2 separate regions of the Zea mays genome follow, and region 1 is linked to region 2. A link is a contact called in public Hi-C data. All regions are on one chromosome and are shown on one strand. The core of a region is the stretch at or near the end of the contact, and the rest is flanking DNA. Distances in the headings are between cores, read along the strand shown. Region 1 holds the start of LOC100279043 (Little protein 1). Region 2 holds the start of LOC100284487 (sulfate transporter).

What was found. Hi-C and Micro-C count contacts between places; a contact is called where the count stands out from the background.
Region 1: a contact with region 2 is called in a Hi-C map of tassel, with 2.7 times the contacts expected there. The contact joins the promoter of LOC100279043 here to the promoter of LOC100284487 in region 2. A contact is called at or near these places in 2 of 25 Hi-C or Micro-C datasets (ear and tassel).

Annotation. Positions count from the first base shown.
Region 1 is chr3:220,354,775-220,360,978 of Zm-B73-REFERENCE-NAM-5.0, forward strand. LOC100279043 (Little protein 1) reads left to right here and starts at 1,685. Exons shown (of 1, transcript NM_001331131.1): 1 at 1,685-2,292. The coding sequence starts at 1,853. The coding sequence ends at 2,077. LOC100285309 (tat pathway signal sequence family protein) reads right to left here and starts at 3,996. Exons shown (of 2, transcript NM_001158202.2): 1 at 3,805-3,996; 2 at 2,734-3,168. The coding sequence starts at 3,915. The coding sequence ends at 2,878.
Region 2 is chr3:220,176,910-220,183,084 of Zm-B73-REFERENCE-NAM-5.0, forward strand. LOC100284487 (sulfate transporter) reads left to right here and starts at 4,797. Exons shown (of 1, transcript NM_001157382.2): 1 at 4,797-6,175. The coding sequence starts at 5,051. TRNAI-AAU (transfer RNA isoleucine (anticodon AAU)) reads left to right here; the gene lies at 1.

The sequences.
Region 1 (6,204 bases), core at 435-2,934, 170 kb after region 2:
GTATACATCATAAACTAGTTCTAATGCGTTTAGCTGCATGGCTGTTGGAGGGATCTTATATTTATGAAGGAAATAAAACATTAAATGTGATTTTTTGTTTCTATGCATGCAATTCATTTCCTTTCATTGCATATTCTTTCCATCATAAATTCGTGTGCATGCAGCTGGTAGCAGATTTTTACGCAGTATACCGAATTGCATAATTATCTACACAGTGTAGCATATTTAGTATCAGTATATAGCATAAAATGGTCATTACGAGTTTTAGTTGCATGTCTGTTGCAGTGATCCTAAATTTATGGAGGAAATAAAGCATTTAAAATAGAAACCGCCACACATATCTTTCCTAAATTTACGCGCATGCAAGGCAACGTGTTTGACTCGTGCATGCATTTTGCCATAATTTTAGGATCTATATAAAAATATAAACTGCATTCATGCGGCTGCCATATTTTTCGAATCTGCCATAAAAATAGGATCGTAATAACAACCTACCAGAGCTATCAACCTCTCACATTGGTCAGGTATTTACGCTTATAATTGAGAGATTTTATGCTTAAAACTTAAGGTTTTTACGCTCCAACCTGGAGATGTGTCCACCAGTGAACAACATGCTAGATTTTTTTACGCAGTGTGCCGAATTGCATAAATACCTACACCGTGTAGTATAATTAGTATAAGTATAAATCATAAACTAGTTCTAATGTGTTTAGCTACATGGTTGTTCGAGAGATACTATATTTATGAAGCAAATTAACCATTAAATACGATTTTTTCTATGCATGCAATTCATTTCCTTTCATTGCACATTATTTTCATCACAGATTCGTGCGCATGCAGCTGGTAACAGATTTTTACGCAGTATATCGAATTGCATAATTATCTGCACAGTGTAGCATATTTAGTCTCAGTATATATCATAAAATGGTCCTTACGTGTCTAGCTGCATGGCTGTTGCAGCGATCCTAAATTTATGGAGGAAATAAAGCGTTTAAAAATATAAACCGCTACACATTTTTTCCTAAATTTACGCGCATGCATTGGATCATGTTTGACTCGTACATGCATTCCTTTTTTTCGCTAACAGACGTGGGGCAGGTGGTGCACCCGACAGCCTGGTTGGGCGCTTGGGTTGAACCAGTTTGTAGGAGTAGTCAGCCTAGGCTTTCTTTAACTATTGAAAGCCTAGAGCTTCCATTATACCTACCCTATATATATATATATATATATATATATATATATATATATATATATATATATATATATATATATATATATATATATATATATATATATATATATATATATATAATTTTGGTTGTGACTCGCGGGCTAAATGAGTTAGCTCGAGCTTATAAACAAGTCGATCAAACTGACTCTATAATTTGTTAGCTTAGTAAATCGAGCCAAACTAGTTTGTTAGTTTAACGAGCCAGTTTTAACTTGAACCAATCGAGCTGACGCCTGACTAGATATCTAGTCCGAATGACATGTGGTATCAAACCAACGAACGTGTCAGCTCTAGATTCGTGATATCCACAAAAAAGGTACGTGGCAAGCGAATCCTTGCCGCCCTTTCGGCCGAACCCAGTATAAGAAACTCGTTGTCCACCACGTACCCCTCTCGGTGGCGCCACGCGTCCCCGACGCGAGGTTTTATAAACCCACAGCACAGAGCTCAGCTAGGGCGAGACACCGACACATGTGACAAGCCTCATCTCAGCCGTGCAGGACCAAGTAGTTTTGCTTCACTCCGGCATTCCATCCATATCCATCCATCAGAATTCTCAGTCTCCACAGCAGCAAGGCGCACGACCAGCACCAGCAGCCGGCAACAAAAGACACAGCAGCGATGGCGTTCGTGCCGGTGTGCGTGCAGTGCGGGACGCGGAGCAACCCGTGCCGGTGCAAGGTGGTCGGGCCGACGCTGGGGTTCGTCGCGTTCGTGGTGGCCGGGGTCATCGAGTGGCCGCTGGGGGCCGCCGTGTACCTGTTCCGCCACCGCAAGGGACGACGCATCATGGCGCACCCGGCCACCGTCGTGTACCCGCGCGTTACCAGGGCCATCCCGATCTAATCGGCCGACCGATCAGCCAGGTCGCGGTTTCATGTCCGGGTTTGTGTCGCCAACGTACTGAGATGTCGTCAGTCCAAATTTGTGAATCCTTTTACACCCGCCTGCCTTTCTTTCTCAATAAGAGTCGCAAATGTGTGTGGTTTCAGTTTGCGTACATTTGTACTCCGATTGTAAGCATCGCCGTCAATGTACGTAATACTATGTATGTCATCTCAGTCTATCCGAGTAACTTCCTATTACTAACTTCATTCTCGATCGAATATAACTTTCTATTACTATTACTAACTTCATTCTCGTTCAAATATTTGTCGCTCTCTAGTTTATTTTTGTTTATTTTTGAGTTAAACCGCGACGAATAAGACAGAACGGAGGGAGCGTGCTGTCTAGTTTGCCCCAGGTCCTTTCATCGGAGGATTTTTTTTACCGACCTAAAGCTCATACGAGGATCAACTTCAGAGCCTGCAGACTTCCAGGCGTCTTCAGCAGATCGTTGCACTGACGAGTCCTGGCCCATTTTGCAGATCCAAACTAAATTATTGACGCTACAATATGTGCATGGCAATTGAACGTCATCCCCCTCGTTGTCTTCTACTCGACGAATTTCGTCGGCAATCCCTTTTTTCAAGGGATTTTTCAAGAGATCCAAACACATACCATATCTATAAACTTTCAGCTAAGCATGCAAGCTCACTTTCATTTCATTTTCCAGTTGGCATAGTCATACAAGACTCCAACAACGTACAAACTCAGACTAGCCTCGCCATTTAACACAAGGGAAGGGTCCATCGGCAGACTGCCTTTCACAAGAAAGCCTCCACGGCGGCAGGAGGGATTAGCAAGTTCGCCGGAGGGGGCATCTCCTTACCGTTACCGGTGGCTCCGCTCTTCTCCTTCGGGCCTAACGCCTTCTCCCGGAGCTTCTCAAGCTTCTCCAGGGCTTTCCTTTTGTTCTCCAATCTCGAAGGTCTAGCTTCTGCCGGACTGGCCACCACGAGCACGAATGCGGCCAGCACGCCGGATGACATGAACGACAGGGCATCTCTGCGTGTTATGTGGCTTGTGAGCCTTGTTCGCCCTTGCACATTGGTAGGCTGCGTTGATACAAGCAGAGAACAATACTGAAATGTGTTCTTCCGACTGATGTCGATTTGATTTCGCGTTAAGTACACACATGCAGATTCAGTTTTGTGTACTCTAGGATAGTAGAATCAGACTCTGAATCTACATGTCAAGACGGGAACTCACGGAGGTCCAGGTCATGTAAACGAGGAAATTCTCAACAACAGTATGCCTAACATGGATCTGTCAATTCATGAGGCGAATTTACTCCTAGTTTTTTTTTTCAAGGAGACGCTAGACGAGCAAAGTAACAGAAGCATAAAACAAAGACAATTAAATCAGCCCCTGCTCGCTTGCCATTGGCAAACGGAAGCTGCTGCAGGCCTGAATCTAGCGGACGCTTCCGAATCACTGCTAAAAGCAGCAGCCTGCCCTGCCATACAAAGCAGATCTAGCTACTTAATGATCTATGAACTCAATCCCCCCCATTCTATCAACCTATCCCTAGTTCGTTGCCCGTGGTAATCGGATGGGGATTTGCTATGCTTTCATTCTTTTTTGGCTGTCGTAGAGATGAAATAATTCGTCATACGATTGATTGCTCGGGAGAGTCGGGAATAGATCCATAGCAGAGACACTGTCAGGCATCCGCCAAGTTCAGTCAGTACCTGGTTGTATCTGCAGCTCAAGGCGGCCATCCGCGGACTTGTGCCTGCGCAGCGATTTCTCGACGGAGGGAGACGAGGGATTGGGCGCAGCTGCAGAGACACGGCCATCATCGTTGCCACTACAGTAGAATGCTAGATATGGATTGGGGGTTGGGGAAGTGGTTAGCTGGAGAAGGTGGCAGTGCTGTAGAAGAGAGGTGCTTCCTTGCTTTCTTGATCCTTCTCAATAGTTCCGTACTTCCGCTTGCGGACAAAAGCAGTGGGACAAGAAGTCGAGGAATGACTTATTGGAGCATAACATAGCAAGTATATTTCGCGAGGTACTGTCCACACTTATTCATTAGGTTATCCCGCAGTGGCTATATCTGGTAAACGAGTTCTTTATGCATATACCAATAACAAAGACCTGACTGCATGCTAAAGCTATCTTCAGGCTTCAGTATATCCTCTATTTCATCTTCTATTTTAATTTGTGGTAGAGTTTTTCTTCTCTGTTATTTCTTAACCCTTCCTCAAGTCTGAGACAAAAACATATATCACCCTTTACATGGGTCAGCCCATAACGCTACTCACGCACTCACCCAATACAGCTCGGAATGGCGCACACTATTCCCTGCTCACCCTACGGCAACCTCCACTTCAAACTTCATCTTCTCGCTCCACTCCATTGTTCTCTGTATTCTGCGCTATGGCACCCGCTGGCGTGACATCTGCCCCCCTGCAACGCTTGCTTGGCCCCAAGCAAGAGCATCCGGATAGCGCTGGCGCAGAACATAGTAATCTTCCCATGTTGTTGCGTCCACTAGAACATGACTCCACCTGACCAGCACCTGTGGCACAGCCCGATTCCCTTTTTTGATCAATCTGTGATCCAGTATCTCCAAAGGCTGGACATTGTGACCACTCAGATCTGAGGAATTAGGAAGAGTAGCAAAGACAGGAGTGTAGTCTGGAATATATGGTTTCAGCTGTGATACATGGAACACCGGATGAGCCTGAGCACCAGCCGGCAGCTCCAAACGATAAGCCACTGCACCCACACGCTCCAATATCTTGTAAGGGCCGAAGAACTTGAAGGCAAGTTTAGGACATGGTCGGCTGACCACAGTGTTCTGGGTATACGGTTGGAGTTTGAGCAAAACCATGTCACCGACGTGAAACTGGCGTTCGGTCCGGAGTCGGTCTACCTTCAGCTTCATGCGGTTCTGGGCTGCTGCAAGCTGCTCCCGCAACATCAAGGTGAACTGAGCCCTTTCCGTTAACAACTGTGCCACATCAACGATAGCATCAGATGGGATATGAGGTGCTGCTGCAAACGGAGGGTCATAACCGTACAACACTTTGAAAGGAGAACAAGCCAGGGAAGTGTGGTATGTGGTATTGTACAAAAATTCTGCTAGAGGCAACCAATTCTTCCATTTAGAAGGTTGAGCATGGACTGCACACCGTAGGTACATCTCCACACATTGGTTAACCCGCTCACTCTGGCCGTCAGTCTGTGGATAATATGTCGTGCTCAGGTTCAGCTTAGTGCCCAACAACTTGAATAATTGACTCCAGAATATGCTCGTAAAGATTTTATCCCTGTCACTAACAATAGATCTCGGAAGATCATGCAAGCGGACCACCTGATCCAAAACAACCTGAGCCACTTGTGTTGCAGTGAAAGGGTGTTTCATAGCTATAAAATGAGCGTACTTCGAGAAACGATCCACCACAACCAAGATTGTATCATAGCCACTCGACTTGGGGGCAGTTTTTCTATGAAATCCATTGCAATATCCTGCCAGGCGCCTTGAGGAATCGAAAGCGGTTGCAATAAACCAGCCGGGTGAACTCGCTCTCCTTTGGCCTTTTGACAAATTTGACACTGTTTGACAAAATCTTCCACATCAATCTTCATATCCTTCCAAAAAAACAATTTCTTCAATCTATGATAAGTGGTGTGCACCCACAAGTGACACCTGTGGCACTATCATGCAATGCTGCCACCAACTTCATCCGGAGAACTGAATTTTGGCCAACCCAAATCAAACTGCCCTTCCGAATAACTCCCTGAGAAAGAGAGTAGCCATACTCATCCAGGCTGTGGACACACAACCGAGCCAACAGTGACTGCGCATCAGAATCAGTCACATAAGAATTTGTAACTTCTTGAATCCAGCGAGGTTAAACTTCATTGACTACTGTCAACGCCATCACACAGCCCACCCGAGAAAGAGCATCGGCGACTTTGTTCTCTTTGCCCTACTTGTAGATGACTTTAAACTGCATCCCAATTCCCCATAAGCTTTGCCATGGCTTTACGTTGCAACTCCGAATGAAGCTCCTGACTGCCCGAGAAACTTAAGAGCCTTGTGATCCGTCCGGATCTCAAACTCGCTCTGTTGGAGATAATGA
Region 2 (6,175 bases), core at 3,547-6,046:
ATTTTATTTTATTTTTCTACGTACGCATTTTTTGGTCCACCTGGCCCATTCAGGCCCAATGTTATTTCCACCATCTCTGCATGGCCTGTTTTTCCCCGTACACTCTTAATGTCTCCATCTCGGTTGATGAGCCCAGTTGCGGCACCTGTTCGAAATATAATTCGAAACGCTTGAGTTTAGATTTTTTTCTGCTAATCTAGCCTACAAACTAACCCTAGAATGCGTGTTTTTTTTCTTTCTGTTTTTGTCTCTCAGGCGTTGGATTTTGTTCGCCTGAAGTTGAGAATTTGCGATAGTTGCTTGGCAATGGCAAGTTAGCTCCATCCAAACAACCCCTCAATCGATAAGCCAAGCCGCCGCGTCCTCACAGAATGTTGTACACTCTTTTCTGTGCATCATCGTGTTTTTTCAATCTATTTCCATCTCAATTGATAAGCCAAGCCGCAGCACCCGTTGAAACAAGACCATTATTTATTGTTGAGAATCAAAGTGCTTGTTTTCTTTTCGCAAACCAAATCTATCCGTATATCTCCTTATTGAATAAGCTTGGGTTTCCGACGTTGGACAATTCAGTTTGTCCGCACAATCGTCACCCAGCTTGGAAATAAGCTACAGCCCACACAGCCCGTTAAAGGCAAGTACAATCTAGAGCCCCTTGCTCGATTTTCTAAGTACAAGAGACCAGCTAAGAAACTGTATTATACAATTTTAACCCACTAAAACATTAATGAAGTTAAGAGACAATATGTATAGAAAGTTATGAAAGAGCCCGCCTCTTAATTTTGTTGCACTTAACACACTTAGAGACCCCTTAATTAGTGGGGTTGTACATGCCCTAACACTGCTTCTCTACCATCTGACCCGAAGAGAACCCCAAAAAACTTTATGGAGGCCAAACCCCGTTTTTTGCACCCCCAACAGCTCCAGCAAATTTCTCTATTTTTTCACCATCACGCATCCAAGGATCTCTCCCGCGTATTTGCGCGAGGCCAAATCTCTCCAATCCCCTCACGCGCGTCCATCCCACTTGTTTCTCGCGTCTACTTTCGTCCTTGAGAGGCAACAACAGGAGAATCAGCGTCAGAGGTGGCGACGACAACGTCAATGCTAGAAACTGCGAGGCACTATACCACCACCGTGGCCCGCGCCTCAGCCTCCACAATCGCGTCTAGTCCCTCATCCGCTCGGGTCATCTAGACAATGCCTCAGCCACTTCCCACACCGCTGTCTCCTCGTTATTCTGGCCCACCGTCTTCACCTACAATGTCGCGGTCGTGGCCATGGTCTGAGCCGCCTACCACAATAATGCAATCGTCCTCTTCGATTTCTACTTCCATTGCTCTAACATCATCCCCAACATCGTCTCTGTCGGTGCCCTGGAACAGGAGTACCCCTTACTATAGTAAGAAGGCGCGGTAAACAGCGCCCGACCCCACCACGTGGGCGACTCCGGAACCACCAGGTGACCAGAGAAGGTAATGTATATCGTGATATCATCAGTGGATCCGGACCCCGTGAGAAAGTGCCGGACCCCAGCATACATGACCTGGACCTCCGAATACGACCCGAGACCTCCTCGTTCCCCTGAATGGGACCCGGACACCTCTAAGTGAGGTCCGGACCATCCACGACAAGGTCTCGGGACGAAGAATACCCTGGCCTAAGTCAAGGACGTACAGGGGCCCGGCACAGACACTTGTCAGGGTCTTGCCAGGCGCGTCTCCGCTCCCCGCTCAGGCGGGGACCCGGTGCTGCCACGTGGCGTACGACCCGTGACGTAAGCCGGCGGGCAGAGTCTGACGTAAGGCCTCTGAGCCACGTGATCTCTGTATTTATTGCGGAGATTGCGCGCCGCCTGTCCGCCCTGCAGACAGGCGATGTACCGACTCGGTATTTAATGTGCCCCGTCCACTCTGATGGCAGGCGACGACCAGACCACCCTACAGGCGGCGTGCCTGTCCAATCAGACAGCGGGCAGTACGCCCACACCGCTACACGCGCGCAGCGGTCATCATGACTTGTACGATGCCGAGGAACCTTCTGCTGCACGCCAATCCAACCCAAGCGGCGGATGTTGGGGCACAAGGAGATATCACAAGGTGACCAACATTAGTTGCTTCGGGTATTCCATCTGTTTTGTCTCTGGGCCCACATGTCGAGGTTCAGAGTCTTTTGTACACGCCCCCCTTTAGCTATAAAAGGGGAGGCATGCAATGTTACAACACTTAGACCCAACTTGGACTCTCAATTCTCAAGCTTTCACAACAATCCAACATACAGTAAAGTAGGGTGTTACGCTCCGGCGGCCCGAACCACTCTAAACTCTCGCGTGTTCATGTGCTTGATGTTCGCTTAGCAAGACAGACAAAACGCTTAAGCCCCTTCCTCATCTTAGGATTTAGGGCGGGTGCACTCCGCCACCCGGCCGGAGAATTCCCTCTCCGACAGTCTCCTACAACACTACAACACTCTCATCCTCGCACTACGAGGCCGGCCACATCGACACTGCTTTGCGGGTCTACCAAGACATGATCGTGTCTGCGCCCTTCCTCCCCTCTGTCTTCACCTTCCGCCACCTCACCAAGGGTCTCGTCACTGCTGGCCGCATCGGCGACGCCTGGGACAGGGCCTTCGAGCTCTTCAACGAGCTCGCAGAGAGGTGCCTTGTCTATAACGGTGTTGTACATACGTCTATTAGCAGTCTAATGCGGGTTGATATTTTTTGGGGTTAATTATTTTAACAAGCCCCCCAAAAAGAGGTTTTGGGAAATATTTTTTTAGCCCTTTTGGAAACCTTTAATAAGCCGGTTTTTGGTAAACCGAGTAAAACCAAACTTTTTCAACTGAACAGTCTAATAAATCATATGCTCATAAAAATATCAGAAGATGTAGCAAAAAATAATGTCTTTATTTGGCTTTACGTCGCCCTAGTGAGCATTATATGTGATTATGTGAAATGGTGTTTGTGGAATTGTTTTGGTAAATACAACCATGATCTACTCTCTCACTCGAAAAGTGCAGCTCTTATTGAGATGAAAGTTTGACGTATTGAACAAATGCAATATCACACTCTATACCTTTAAATTGTAAGTTTTTTCAGTTTTGTGTCAACCTTATTTAATGGTTTTAACAAAACCTATTTAATGTTGATCAAGCTTGTAGAAAATATAGTAGCATCTATGTATGCGGGGATTTGGAATTATTATTTCTTTATTATTGTACTAGGTTAATTGATTAATTTATTTAAAAAACTAAATAATTAAAGACTTCAATTTATTTTCTCTACTATATAAACACCGGTTTTCACGGTTCCACCACCGTCATGATAAAAAGATAAAATTATGCACAAATAAAGATTCAAATCATAGTTGTTTGCTCTAAACCAACATTTACATCCACATGGTCAAATAGAAGACATATGTTTTTGTGTTTTATACTCTATACTTATAGATGGAAACTGTAGCAAGGTATTAAGTATCAACAAGTAAAGGAGTGTCATAACATTATCCATATCATTTAGGACAATGCTTGTTAAGAGGTGATTGTATATTTATCCTCTCCTTATTCAGTCTTTGAAGTCTTTGGACTTATGGTGCTAATGGATCATGATTCGTTTGAGGACTTAATTAATTTAATTAAAAAACAAATAGAAATAAAGCTCAATCCTAATAGTTTAAAATTAAGAGCCTACTAGTAAAAAATGCACATCTTCAACCCGCTACCCGTCTTTCTCCTGCAGACATTCACCTTATCCCTCTCTCCCTCGCTTCGACCCCGACGTAGGCTCCGCTTCCAACGGGCCCCCATCCCCATCCCTCCTCCATGCCCAACCACCATCCTCCACCTGCTCTTCACGCACCCCACCGACCCACTGAGATGGGAGGATATTATGTGCCCACTCGTGCTCTTCCACGACTACCCCGTGCTCCTCGCAACCGTGACCCGCTTCCGCGGCCCTTGCCACTACCTGCTTCTATATCGCCTAGCACGCTGTCGTGCCGGGACGTAAAACCCTCATTGCGCAGACGCTGCCCTACCTATGGCCCTGGCGCTCACCTTCGACTCTAGCGTTGGGTCGCTCCTCTGCTGCCTCTTCGTGCTCCATGACATGCTGCCGCTGCTCTACTACGACGACGACTAGAGCATCTCTAACTTCAAGATGCTCCTATTGTGCTGTTGCGGTGACGATCAAGGGGAAGCCCGGTGGTAAGGGGAGGCGACGACGGGTGGGGATAATTGTGGTGCATTGGACGTGACGGCGATGGGTAAAATAACGAGGAGTCGATGGTGTGTGAGGGGGGTGGTGGGTGGAGGATTGAATGATGAGTGGGAGATGCTATCACGTAAGTCATGGTATCACGCACTCAACACGTGACACAATCACCCAAGAGACGACGCAACGTTAACGTGCGCCTCTTGGCAGCTTGAAAAGCCGCTTGACACGTTCACGTTTCATCCATTGCCCTTGGAAAGTCCGGCCTCCCGCACGGCGGACGAAGCAGTCTCGATGCCACAGGGTACACATGGCGTAAATCATCAAATCGTACAGCATGGTCCCGAAAGGAACAGCACAAAGTTTGTCACGACCCTACACGGCTACACCATCCCAACAGCAGAAAGGAAACATGCGGTTTTTCTCTCCTAAATTGTCTACGAGTCCCATGTAGAATGAACGACGCTCCAAAGGTCACGGCAAAGTTCGGGCTGCACCGCTACCAGTACTACCAGCCCACTGCCCTGTCCACAGGCGCAGAGAGAAGAGGGATGAGTGAGGCAGCTAGTGCTTCATTTGGCATTGTTTACAATCTAAATAACCAATTTTCAGTTCCCAAAACAAATGACCAACCATCACTATCATCGTATTAAAGAAACAGCATCAAGATCGCATCTTTGTGCTAAATTCTTTCAAAACAGAAAGCCGCGCAGTATTTTATCTGATGAGTAGAGCTCAAGTGGAGTGGGGAAGCCGAGCATCCACCACCGGTCAGAGACGGACGTGCAGAGGAAAATATCCCAAAGAAAAGAAGTCGCTGCGACGAGCCAACGACCCATGGCGTCCGCCGCCGCAGACCCGCTCCTCCCCGGCGAGGGCAGCGGCCGCCGCCTCGGGTTCCTCCCCTCAAGCATCCGCCTGAAGACGTCCGTCTGGTCCGAGCTGGGCGGCGCCGTGGGCGACCTGGGCACCTACATCCCGATCGTGCTCGCGCTGTCGCTCGCGTCCCACCTGGACCTCGGCACCACGCTCATCTTCACGGCCCTCTACAACTTCGCCACGGGCCTACTCTTCGGCATCCCCATGCCGGTGCAGCCCATGAAGTCGATCGCCGCCGTCGCGCTCTCCTCCGCGCACCTCACCGTCCCGCAGATCATGTCCGCGGGGCTCGCGGTCGCCGCCGTCCTGCTCTTCCTCGGCGCCACGGGCCTCATGACGTGCATCTACCGCCTCCTCCCGCTCCCCGTCGTGCGCGGCGTCCAGCTCTCGCAGGGGCTCTCCTTCGCCTTCACCGCCGTCAAGTACGTCCGCTACGTCCAGGACTTCTCGCGCTCCTCCTCTGCCTCCACCGCCGTGGCGCGCCCGCTCCTCGGCCTCGACGGCCTGGTCCTCGCTCTCGCCGCGCTGCTCTTCATCATCCTCGCCACCGGCTCCGGCGACGACGAGGACGTCTCCAGCGACGGCATGGCCCGTCGCCGCCGCTCCTGCAGCCGCGTCCCGGCGGCGCTCATCGTGTTCGCGCTCGGGCTGGTGCTCTGCTTCGTGCGCGACCCATCGATTCTGCAGGGCCTTCGCTTCGGGCCGTCGCCTCTACGGCTCGTCGGGATCACCTGGGACGATTTCAAGATCGGGTTCTGGGAAGGTGCCGTGCCGCAGCTCCCGCTGTCCGTGCTCAACTCGGTGATCGCGGTGTGCAAGCTCTCGTCGGATCTGTTCCCCGAACGGGCCGAGCTCTCCCCGGCGCGGGTGTCGGTGAGCGTCGGCCTCATGAACTTCGTCGGCTGCTGGTTCGGCGCCATGCCGTGCTGCCACGGCGCGGGCGGATTGGCGGGGCAGTACCGGTTCGGCGGCCGGAGCGGCGCGTCCGTGGTGTTCCTGGCCATCGGCAAGCTGGCGCTGGGGCTTGTGTTCGGAAACTCGTTCGTGACGATCCTCGGCCAGTTCCCGATCGGGATACTGGGC